2 separate regions of the Mus musculus genome follow, and region 2 is linked to region 1. A link is a contact called in public promoter capture Hi-C data. All regions are on one chromosome and are shown on one strand. Each heading gives the region's core, a stretch centred on a gene start, on an enhancer-like site or on the middle of the called end of the contact. The rest is flanking DNA. Distances are from core to core; before and after follow the strand shown. Region 1 has its middle 63 kb from the start of 4930526H09Rik. Region 2 holds the start of Actbl2 (actin, beta-like 2).

What was found. Promoter capture Hi-C pulls out the DNA fragments that hold promoters and counts their contacts.
Region 2: a promoter capture Hi-C map of hippocampal neurons shows a contact between it and region 1, with 8 times the contacts expected there. The contact joins the promoter of Actbl2 here to the enhancer-like site in region 1. A contact is called at or near these places in 8 of 39 promoter capture datasets (the 3T3-L1 cell line, cranial neural crest, hippocampal neurons and 4 more), 21 of 484 Hi-C or Micro-C datasets (B cells, CD8 T cells, the G1E-ER4 cell line and 14 more), 3 of 115 datasets of contacts at active chromatin or transcription factors (T-cell acute lymphoblastic leukemia, embryonic basal ganglia and pancreatic cancer cells) and 3 of 9 other capture datasets (adipose tissue, embryonic stem cells and pancreatic islet).

What each region holds. Positions count from the first base shown.
Region 1 is chr13:110,963,847-110,970,167 of GRCm38.p6, reverse strand. No RefSeq gene overlaps it. Among named protein-coding and RNA genes, the nearest start is that of 4930526H09Rik, 63 kb to the right of the region's middle. Within about 2 kb of position 1,952, at least 130 of the 459 cell types and tissues checked have an H3K27ac peak or open chromatin away from gene starts, as enhancers often do. A contact at or near this core is called in adipose tissue, cerebellum, embryonic fibroblasts and 7 more, where this site is marked.
Region 2 is chr13:111,252,650-111,258,632 of GRCm38.p6, reverse strand. Actbl2 (actin, beta-like 2) reads right to left here and starts at 3,620. Exons shown (of 1, transcript NM_175497.3): 1 at 884-3,620. The coding sequence starts at 3,500. The coding sequence ends at 2,370.

The DNA.
Region 1 (6,321 bases), core at 703-3,202:
TTTGAGTGGGTTTTTAGAAAAGTAGAAAATTTCCAATTCTAGACAGACTCTGGTTTTCAAATCTTTCCCATAGTCCTTCAAATATTGAGTCTTAGGTCCAGCTGCTCTCCTCATTATTGACATACTTTGTCTTGTGCCCTGGGAAATCAAAGTTTCATTCCAACCTGGATATAGATAAGGGCCCACTAAGTCAGACATAACTGTGAGGCAGGTTTGGGGGACTGGAGTTGGTAGCCATCTGCACACCCTAGAAAGATGCAGCATTGAAGATGATTAAGTGGAGAGAGCAAGGAAGGAACTGTCAAAGACAACATCTTTCTGATGTGTATGGTGATTTCACGGTGGACCTCTGCAGCTGGTGTGTGTGTCAGGGGAGGAGGATGAGAAAGGAGCTATAATAGACTTTGTACAGTGACTGGCTTGAAATTAAGAATCCCTATTAGCCCTAGCTCTGCCGGTGAAGTATGAAGCCTAAGGCATGTCAGTTCCCATCTTATTTTAAAAGCAAATAGATGAAGTAATTTATGCATCGATCTAGTGCTCTTTTCTTTGTTAGAAACTTCGTGATGAAACAGAAATGACACATTTTAGAGCAGAAGAGATCTTACAGTTGTATGCTCTATGGCCTGGTCTAGTGATATTCCTTAGTTTCTTATTCATAAACGGAAGAGAACAAAGGCCAGAAAGTTGTTATAAAAGGACAGCCAGCATCACAAACACTTTCCAAGGTTCCAGAATATAGATGACTGTAACCAGGAAGATCACCATATCCAATGGTGCCATGACCTAGTCTGAAATAGACACATGTTGGAGAGTGACAATTGCTGTGACGAGACTCTATGACTACCCAACTCTTATAAAGGAAAACATTTAATTGGGGCTGCCTTACAGTTTCTAGGTTAAGTCCATTTTCATCATGGCAGGAAGCATGGCAGCATCTGGGCAGGTGTGGTGCTGGGGAAGTAGCTGAGAGTTCTACATCTGGATCTGAAAGCACCAGGAAGAGAAAGAGACACTGGGTTTGGCTTGAGCATTTGAAACTTCGAAGCTACCTCCAGTGTGGCACACCTCCTCAACAAGGCCATGCCTCCTAATAGTACCACTCCCTCTGCACCTATGGAGGCCCTTTTCATTCAAACCACCACACAGGGGGCAGTGCTAGATTCACTTCTGTCCCTGGTGATAAATAGCCTGGTGTCTATGTAACTAAAAATAAAATAACGCAAACCTCTGGCTTGGTCTTTGAATAGAAAACTGATGCCACAGGCTTAAAAACATTATCAGCAGTTTGGGTTCCATTGCACCATATGCCTCAATCCAACTCTGTGGCCTGGAGAACGTCACTTGGAGAACGTCACTTGGCCCTCTTGGCTCTGCTAGGAAGTTCTCCTAGTGGAGGAGAAGGCGACAGCATGTGTCTGGCTGCTTCAATCCTGCCCGGGAAGTGCAAAGCCCCATCGGCTTAAAGGGATTGAAGAATGACTTCTTTGGATGATCTTCCTGGCGCTCTTGGACTCCTGTGTTGAGAACTGAGGGGTGAGGATTAGGGAGAAGCTCCAAAGACATTGGCTTAAGCTCATTGCCACTGTTTTGGCCAATTTAAGCACGTGTAGGAAAAACAGAGAAATAAATCCATATGGTATTACATTTTCACCAACAACGAACTACTCCTGTTTATAAGAAAAATGACCTTTAGGTAAATTTGATGCCTGGGAATCACCTGAAGAAAGATTATTTTTTTGAAAGCTGTTGTGCCTGTGTGAGCCAAGAGTACTTCACGGCTATGAATTTGACAATTCAGTCTCCACAAAGCAACTGTTTGATCCTAGCAGTGATTGGAACTCTGTCCTCTAGAGGGCAGGAATGTACCAGATTTAAAGAACATGGAGGCTTGCACTGTGCTAGGGAGGAGCCAAATGCCCTGCTTACACTGTGTGAAAGAGGAAGGGAGGGAAAGAGATTACCCTAAACTAGTCTCTTAGACTAGGAACAGTAGGAAATCTTGTCTTGAATATTGAATAAGGTATTTTTAAATTGATGTGTTTTATTTTTTTTTTTCTTGGTTTATCTTGGCTTTCCTCTGCACCAACCCAGCTGGTCCTTGTTTTCATTTTTGTAGTTTTGTTTCGTTTTTCTTCAGATTTTGTACTTTGTATTCTAGGTTGGACATGAACTCACTATGTTGTTCAGGATAACCTCAAATTCCTGATGGCCCCGCCCCCACCTCCCACATGTTGGAATTATATGCATGTACCCACCACGCCCAGCTAAGAAATTCTTACAATGATTAAGCACCTTTTAGCTGAGACATTAACAGTAGAAGTAAGTTTCCTTGGCACAGCCCTTTCAGAGCGTGGGGAGACCAAGCCTGGAGCAGGGAATGGTGTCTTTTAACTCATTCTACAGATCCTGAGTAGCCTAACACAGGAGGATGCTCTGCAGATTAATCAGAAACTGAACATAAAAAGATCACTTGGGATGTTAAAACATAAGAACTGTCAGTCAAGATCTCTGGGATTGGCAGTCTGAGAGTCTTAGAAGGCCTTTTCTCCCATGCCATGGCTTTTCAGTTAACCCAGTGCTAGATGCTCTTTGTCTCCCTTGGAGAGAAATTGCCTTGAGAATATGCTTCATGTTGGCAGAGGGATTGCACAGGGAGGTTTAAACAGCAGGCTGCCGAGAGTCCAGGACATGTTGAGGCATAACCTGCTGCCGGTGGACCATGCTGCTCCAGGCGTGACCTGGGAGTTACCGGCAGAGTTTCACACCATTGTTCCTGCTGCTCTGCTTGCTCTCCAAGGAGAGGAAGGCTTACACCACAGCTTTCCCAGGGTCCAGACACTTGCCAGCAGCTGACCCATCAGGAAATGGCCTCTCCCCTCTTCCTTCCCACATTCCTTCCTTCCTGAGCTTCCCCAGTCCAAGGTGTGGCCGCGCGCCCAGAAGATCTGCTCTGCTTGATTGACAAGCAAACAAAACCTTCCTCTTAGATAAGCAAGATCACAGGTCTGTAGGAAATCTATTTGTTTCTGGATGGAGCTTGTCTGCTCTCGCTGTCTCAATAGCTACAGTGCTGACTTCATAGTTTCTTATCATATCTTTAGGATGTGTGGAACAGTAAATCCTAAAACAATGAGCTCTGCTTTGTAACATTTTTTTTAACAGGCTAATTCACAGTGAAATACTACACTTTGTTCTACAGAGTTTATGGTGGTCTCCCTTGGAGTCCTTAGCCATTTGTACTGTGCAATAAGAAAGACTAGAAGAGAGATTTCCTTTTTGAACTTTCTTTTTAATTTAGTTCTTTAGAAATTTGTTATTCCTGACAAGAGCTGGGAATTCAGGAAAGGGTGCCCCTTGCCACTTTTGGGGAGAATCTTTTTAACACAGATGCAACCCAAGAGAGAATGACAGAAAACTGTGCAATATTTTGGCTCAACAAGGTTGTCCCTTGACTTTTACATTTGTGTAAATGGAGAGCCTTCTTGGGATTTTTTTTCTTTGTTGCCTCTTGTATGGCTCTAGGTAAACCTGTGTGTGTAGGTATGCATGTGTGTGCATGTGTGTGTGTATGCATAAAAGGACCAAAGGTAAACTACTTCCAGATTCATTTTAAAGCTGATGCCTACCCTAAGATCATTTAAGGAAGAGCAAACATGTTTCTTCTTTTTAAAAGAATTTTTAAAACATTTTTTTAATTGTTCGCAACGGTTATCACTAATATCAGGTCTAGGAAAAGAGTATCTGCAGCAGACATATTGTTTCATGTTTTATTTCCCAGATGGACAAAAGGGAGATATATACATAGAAGGGGTTGATAGCAATCTCCAGAACGGCCTGTTCGTAGCCTGCAAGATAGGTATTGTTATCCACGTTGATCAAATGAGAAAACTGGTGCTTGGGCAGGTGAGTGAATTGCTATATTTACTCAGCATGTAAAGTAGGATTAGTAATCGAATCCATGATCTCAGATTTCATGTTTTGCTTCTTTAAGAGTACGTTTATTTTTACTATGATGTTTTAAAATGAGCATCTGTAACATGTGACCAGGAACTCAACTTTTCCCTCCTCTCAGTGTCCAAACTAGAGCTGTCTATTCAGCATGAAGATGTTTTCTGTGGTTGTGGTGGTTTGGCTAGGTATAGTCCCAGAGATTCATGTGTTTGAATCCTTGGCCATAGGGAGTGGCACTATTAGAAGGTTTGGCTTTATTAGAGGAGTGTGGCCTTGCTATAGGAAATGTGTCACTGTTGAGGCAGACATGAGGTCTTAAATGTTCAAGCTACTCCCAGTGTGAAACATATTCAGGCTCCTAGCTGCTTTCAGATTAAGATGTAGAACTCTCAGCGCCATATCTGCCTGCATGCTGCCATGTTTCCCACCACAATGGACTGAACCTCTGAAACTGTAAACCAGCCCCAATTAGTTGTTTTCCTTTATGAGAGTCACCATGGTTGTGGTGTATTTTCACAGCAATAAAACCCTTCAAATATACAAGACAACGTGACATGTGGCCAAACAAAGAAAAGCACTAGGGTCAGTATATTTGTGGCTTAATTTTCTGGTTGTAGTTAGAGAATTTTAAGAAAGTTTATATTAGACTCCTTTCTTCCTCTTTTAAGAAAGGAAGGAAGGAAAGAAGGAAGGAAGGGAGAGAGAGAGAGAGAGAGAGAGAGAGAGAGAGAGAACACCAAGGAAACCTAACAACATTCATTTAAAGGTTTATATTTTTGTTTTTGTTGTTTGGTTTTTTTTGGTTTTTGGTTTTTTTATATCAAGCATCTGTTTTCAAATCACATTTGGCTGACTCAAGTGTAAAACAATAAATTCAAGAAACACTTGAATTGTGTTTTCCTTGAAGCCCTCCTGGGTTTAAATGAGAAGAGGAATTACATTCTACTAAATGCATTTTGAATTTATTTGGAGCTCAAACATTTGGAAAGGCATTTATGACATCTGAGAATGTCCTCTGGACATTAAAAAAAATACCTTATTATCACAACAGTTTTATCACTCTAGACAGAGATGCAGTACATTTTTATGTTTTAAAGAGATAGAAAATATAAGAAACCCAGCGCTGGGGATGAGGAGATGGTTCAGTGGGCAAAGCACTTTCTGCACAAACCTGGGGACCCGAGTTCAAATCTCCAGCACCCACATGCAGAGGTGTGTGGCGATGAACTGTTGTAATCCCAGCACCGACAGACAGAAACAAGTGCCTCCTTGTAGCTCTTTGACCAGGCAGTCTAGAATGGCCATCTGCAGGTTCAATGAGAGAACCAGTTTTCAGAGTGGAGAAGCAATTACAGAAAACACTCTGATGGCAACCTGTGGCCACACACACCTGCATGGGTGAGCACACCTACAAGTGTGTACACGTGTATGTACAACTATGCAAAGAAGGAGGAGGAAGAGGAGGAGGAGGAGGGGAAGGAGGAGAGGAGGAAGAGAAGAGGGAGGAGGGAGAGGAGGGGGAGGAGGAAGAGGAGAAGAAGAAGGAGGGGGAGGTAGAGAGGAGGAAGTGGAGGAGGAGGAGGAGGAGAAGGAGGAGGAGGAGGAGGAGGAGAAAACAAACCAAGAACCTGGAGAGGGTAAGAGCAAGCAGTTCTCAAAAACCCTTGTTTTGGAGTTTGGTAAGTAGCCAAGTGGTGGATTCCGTTCTTAGTGTACCAGGGGCCCTAGGCTTGAAATCCAACACCCAGACCAAATTATTTCTGTATTCTTTTTTCAAGGTAAGAAGAATGGTAGAAAGTGAACTTGAATCCATGAGGCAAGGGTGTGATGAAATGTGTGTTACACTAGGCTTAACCTGTGGCTTTTGTTTCTCTTCCTCTCGCTGGATTTATTTTCCTAAATGCTACTCTTGAGTATTTTATGTTTTAAAGACTTATTTTCTAAACCACGACCAAACCAACTTCTATAAGAAGGTCCTTCATTTGGGGCTCAGTGTTGCAGATGTCAGTAAAGCCCATGAGCATCCTGGTGGGCAGCATGGCAGCAGGCAAGATACAGTCTAGTGTTCTTAGACCTTACGTGATCAGACTTCTGATCCTGTTGCTTCCATGTCCTTAAGTCTGGAATTACAGGTATTTGCTTCCAGGATCAGCAGCATCAGCCTTTCTTACAAAATGCATTCACAGGAATGGAAGCACTTAGAGACACAGCTCCTGGAGGGTGGTGTTGGGTCACATTCAGGTTATCGGAGTCAGAGCTCAAAGTACTACTTCCTATTTCTATCGAAATATATGGAGACTTGGCCAAGGGAGAATCGCAGGCACCCTATGATTAATGTCAGAGCGCAAGGTCACGGAGGAACATGGG
Region 2 (5,983 bases), core at 2,371-4,870, 290 kb before region 1:
GCTTTCAATCTTACCAGGAAGATGGGTATTTCAGGTGTCTACAGTTCTTCCTCATCTTTTGCATCTGTTATGTGCGTTAGATTCCGGGTTCTTCAGAGAGGCAAATCTTCTCCTTGGTTGCACGCTGGGACCCCGAGTCTTCACCCTAGACCTACTGAGTCAGAATTTCTGAGTCTAGAGCTCAGAAATCTCTATTTGTAAAAGGTTCTCTGAGTAATTTGTCTGATGAGCCAGGCTGGTGAACCACTGGTGAGCAACAGTCCAATTGTATTAGTCAAGCACATGACATTGATTCCGAGTTGTAAAGCTCTGAGGTGGGCTGAGCCCTGATTAAACTCATCAATTAAGTAATCAGTGTACATGGAGGAAGAGTCTACTCAACGAGCTGAGGTTTCCACTGCTGTTTGCCTTACAGGGTTAACACGTACAAGTCAGAGTCCTGTGGCTTAATCTCTCAAGAGTTCACCACATCTAGCCCACAAACTTTCCGTGGTTGGAGACACAGGTTTTACATTTTTACTTTTTTTTTCCTCTAGTAATTCAGAATATAGGTCATAATATTTGTGAGAAATCCTCAGCCTGTTATATGAGGAGCATCATAACAACAAATCCAGGATGTTATTATGTTGCCACTACCTCTAACTTAATTACTGAATACTGGGTCATCCACTAAACCTTAATATTATGAGGGATTTATAAACTTATCTGCCTAGCTATTTAAAAACTGACTTTTAACTTTACGGGAGCGAATGTAGGAGGCCCAGGCTGAACATGAGTAACACGGGGATGAGCAGGCCGTATGCAGGGAGAGTGATGCTCTTGGAATCACACTCTCGTGGGCAGGAGTGAGGGAAATAACAGGAAAGCCAAAACACAAGCATGTCGCCATCTTACTTTAATGAAATTAAATGAAAAGCAAGCTTTGTAAAAGAAAGCACATCTGCAGATGGAACAACTGCAGCAGCATGCCTGCTCAGTTGATAAAGGAAATAAAAGAATAATCAAGGTATTGGGAACGTTCTATTTTAATCAAGGTTCCAAATTCACATGTCTAAACACAAGAGCTTTCCAAACTAATATGAAAGAGAAGGGATTCCTTCCTCCCACGTGTCTAACAGTATCTTCATGAGCAAATAAGCAGATGAATATCTTAACTTTTTAGAAAAAGACATGAAAAATGCAAATTACCCTGATAACCAAATGATGAGAAATCACAGCATAGATGGAAACAGATATGGTCATTCTAAAGATTTGTTGTTCAGTCACCACTGGGTCCACTAAATCATCTCAAACATTGTAGGAAGAAACCCTAATATGTTTTTTGAGAAGCTAACATTTCAGAGACACGTTTGTACACACGTGTTGCCAGTCGTTGGATGTCATAAAATGAAGAACGACAACCAAATCTCCCAAGAGCACACCTGAGGCTACTGAACTTCTACTCTAGTTCCCTGCTTGCAAGGATGCTGCTGCTGCGCTTCCCATAGCAACATCCTTGCATATGAGGAATACCCAGAATCACGGCCAACAGATATTACTCAAGACACATTATTAGGCTGAGAGATATCGATAAAATTATTCTTGTCACTCTGTGGCAGAACAAAATTAACTCGATACAACAATATCTTTCTGTGTAAACAGTTAGGCATCGTCTGTAGGTCTGCTGTTTCGTGAGTCTGATGAAGTCCAGGAACTAAGTCATGACCAACAGATCTTTACCTTGACTTGAAAAGTTATTTGATTTATACACACTAATCGAATGGTAACTGTTTAGTTATGCTTATGTGATAAGTCAATTCCTTGAAATACAGAGCTGATAAGACGTTGACTAGAGAATAAAAACAAGCACATAAGTTGCTCAGTCAGCCAAGTACATTATTATGGTTTAAGATGTAATATTTTACTTTCCTGATGCATATGTGGATACAGATGATTGACTTGTATAATTCGTTATATCCATAGAAAGAAGTAAATAAATAAAGGGACTAAGACATAGTTGCTAAACTTTTGTATTGCAGATTTGTAGAGTGTTTTTGACCATTTCAGCAAGAGCTCTATATAAGGCTTGCAAATTGTATTCAGCCTGAAATTATATTCTCATGATCTTACTCCTTGTCACATATTTTCATGTAAGCAAGCCCACATTTCTTTGAGCCCTACAGGCATAAAAAAACGGAATATGATATCAGAATTCCCTCAGCTGATAAAAATCACAGTGTGGTTAGCTGTGTCCTAGCCCTGGATACTTGGATGGTGACGCAGATTTCCTGGCTTGTACACTCAATAAGAAGTCAATGATTTACCTTCAGTGTCCTGGGTGAGGTGGGGTACCATCATTATGACCCAGGAAAAGGGACACGGTAGCTTACCTAGAAGCATTTTCTATGAACAATGGGAGGTCCAGCTTCGTCATATTCCTGCTTACTGATCCACATCTGCTGGAATGTGGACAGGCTGGCGAGGATGGAGCCCCCAATCCAAACCGAATACTTGCGTTCTGGGGGAGCTATGATCTTAATTTTCATGGTACTTGGTGCCAAGGTTACAATTTCCTTCTGCATCCTGTCGGCAATGCCTGGGTACATGGTACTGCCTCCAGACAGCACAGTGTTGGCAAATAAATCCTTACGAATATCTACATCACACTTCATGATCGAGTTGAAGGTTGTCTCATGGATGCCTCTGGATTCAATGCCTAGAAAGGAAGGCTGGAAAATGGCTTCTGGGCACCGGAAGCGTTCATTTCCAATGGTGATCACCTGCCCATCAGGGAGCTCATAGCTTCTCTCTAGTGAGGATGAAGCGGCTGCAGTGACCATCTCCTGCTCAAAGTCCAGGGCCACGTAGCACAACTTTTCTTTGACATCCCGCACGATCTCCCTCTCTGCTGTGGTGGTGAAGTTATAGCCTCGTTCTGTCAGAATCTTCATGAGGTAATCAGTCAGGTCCCTACCTGCCAGATCTAGTCGTAGAATGGCATGAGGCAGAGCGTAACCTTCATAGATAGGCACAGTGTGAGTGACCCCATCCCCAGAATCCATCACGATACCTGTAGTCCTTCCGGAAGCATAGAGGGATAGCACGGCTTGGATTGCTACATACATGGCAGGTGTGTTGAAAGCCTCGAACATTATCTGAGTCATCTTTTCCCGGTTGATTTTGGGGTTAAGGGGTGCCTCGGTGAGAAGAATAGGATGTTCATCCGGTGCTACCCGGAGCTCATTGTAGAAAGTGTGGTACCAGATCTTCTCCATATCATCCCAGTTGGTGACGACTCCGTGTTCAATGGGATACTTCAAGGTCAAGATGCCTCGCTTGCTCTGGGCCTCATCTCCCACATAACAGTCCTTCTGGCCCATGCCTACCATGACCCCCTGGTGTCGTGGACGACCAACCATGGAGGGGAACACAGCACGGGGGGCATCGTCACCCCCAAAACCTGCCTTGCACATCCCTGACCCATTATCTACTACCAAAGCAGTCAGCTCATCGTCAACCATGGTTGCTGGCTGGGATCTTCCAGATGGGTGAACAAAAGTTCAATAGAGGTGAGTTCTAGACTATGATGTGCGAGACAGAGAATGGGTACTCAGAACACTTCAGAACTGCCCTCAGAGAAGAGAGCCTGGACCTCGAGCACAGGTATTTAAAGGAAGACTCCGACTCCACCCATGTCCTACCCCACCAGTTCCCAGCATTTCTGGGCGGGGCTACCTTTGAGGTGCTAATAATGATGATAATTACAGAAATCATTAGTAGGCCTCTTTCATAAAGAGAAAACTGGCTACCAAGTGGCTAAATCTCAGGGTGCTGTAATTAGGCAACCCACACACTGCTTCCGGGTCTGCTTGGTGAGGTCTCTAGATTTCTATGTGATGCAGAGGGAATGTGAGAGAGAACTAGAGATGGAGTCTGTGCTCCTGCTCCGTGGACTGCTCCTCTTAAGCGCGCACTCTGACGGCGCTTAGCCTTGACTTTCCAGTTTTGATATATTACTCATAGGAAGGGCCTGATACTGTATTTATTTTTTTTAAGTTTTTCTTTCTCATTATTAGAAGATGTCATCACGATAGAAGCTGTTTTAATGAAAGAAAATAACGAGTGGCCTCGGGTGGCCTAATGGCTTTAATCAGAATATACTTTGTGCCATGAAAAATGTAGAGCTATTTAACTGACCTCAGATCTGCCAGCCACAAGTAAAAGCAAGAGGGTGATCAATAAAGTAAACCACTATACATTTTTTTCTGACAAACTATCTAATAGCCACATTATATTCTTTATATTTTCTAATAACCAAATTTATTATCATGCATTGACATTGTTCGTAGGTTTACCAAGCCCATGTTGACTGCACAAAGGCATAATGCCAATGTTTTTGAGTGATTTATTTGTTTTTCAAAAATTTTTTTATTAGATTTTTTCTTTTTTAAAAAATTTTTATTAGATATTTTCTTCATTTACATTTCAAATGCTACCCCCTTTCCTAGTTTCCTCTTTGAAAGTCCCCTATACCCTCCCCTGCCCTGCTCCCCAGCCCACCCACTCTCACTTCCTGGCCCTGGCATTCCCCTGTACTGGGGCATATAAAGTTTGCAAGACCAAGGGCCTCTCCTCCCACTGATGGCCGACTAGGCCATCCTCTGCTACATATGCAACTAGAGACACATCTCTGGGGGGTACTGGTTAGTTCATATTGTTCCTCCTCCTATAGGATTGCAGACCCCTTTAGCTCCTTGGGTACTTTCTCTAGCTCCTTCATTGGGGGCCCTGTGTTCCATCCAATAGATGACCGTGAGCATCCACTTCTGTATTTGCCAGGCAGTGGCATAGCCTCACAAGAGATATTAGGGTCCTGTCAGCAAAATCTTGCTGGCATATGCAATAGTGTCTGGTTTTGGTGGCTGATTATGGGATGGATCCCCAGGTGGGGCAGTCTGGCTATTATAAATAAGGCTGCTATGAACATAGTGGAGCATGTGTCCTTATTACAAGTTGGAACATCTTCTGGATAAATGCCCAGAGAGGTATTGCTGGATCTTCCAGAAGTACTATGTCCAATTTTCTGAGGAACCACCAGCCTGATTTCCAGAGTGGTTGTACCAGCTTGCAATTCCACCAACAGTGGAGGACTATTCCTCTTTCTCCACATCCTCGCCAGCATCTGCTGTCAACTAAATTTTTGATCTTAGCCATTCTGACTGGTGTGAGGTGGAATCTCAGGGTTGTTTTGATTTGCATTTCCCTGATGATTAAGAATGTTGAACATTTTTTTTCAGGTGCTTCTCAGCCCTTTGGTATTCCTCAGTTGAGAATTCTTTGTTTAGCTCTATACCCCATTTTTAAATAGGGTTATTTTTAAAATACAAATAAAATACAAATTTTAATATACAAATTATGATAATCTTATTTTCAATAAATTTTTATAAAATAGTTGAGCTACACAACAATAAACAAACTAAATGATAAGATAAAATTTTAAATTATATATTTGCGTACATATTGATCTTTTAAATAACTAGATCTTCAAGATGCATGTATTTTTTTTTTTTATGGCATCAAGTCCATTTGTAGTTGTTAACATGACACAATTGGTACAGTATTGCTCTCCTCTTTTTTAATGATTTATTATACCGACCACTTCGGAGAAAGTTTACTTGAATTTAATATTTAATGTAGAAATACAGACAGTATGGTAGATGTGTCATGATGGATCATAGGCCAGGAGGACCTGGGAAACCATCAGTTACCAATGTTCATGACTTCTTGTCCCAAATGGGTCAGGTAAGTAGGAGAATAACTTCTTGGTCTCTCTACTCCCTCACCCCTCACTACCTGAGGCAGTTGGGAGAGCTGACCCCAGTGGTTATGAGAGTGGGAGACCTGGCCCATCCTCTCACCAGCTGCAGCCCTTTGGAGAAAGGGCCCCAGTCTTTGACTGGGCAGGACATTGGTTTTGGCTCTGGAGGCATGAATGTGGGTGAGC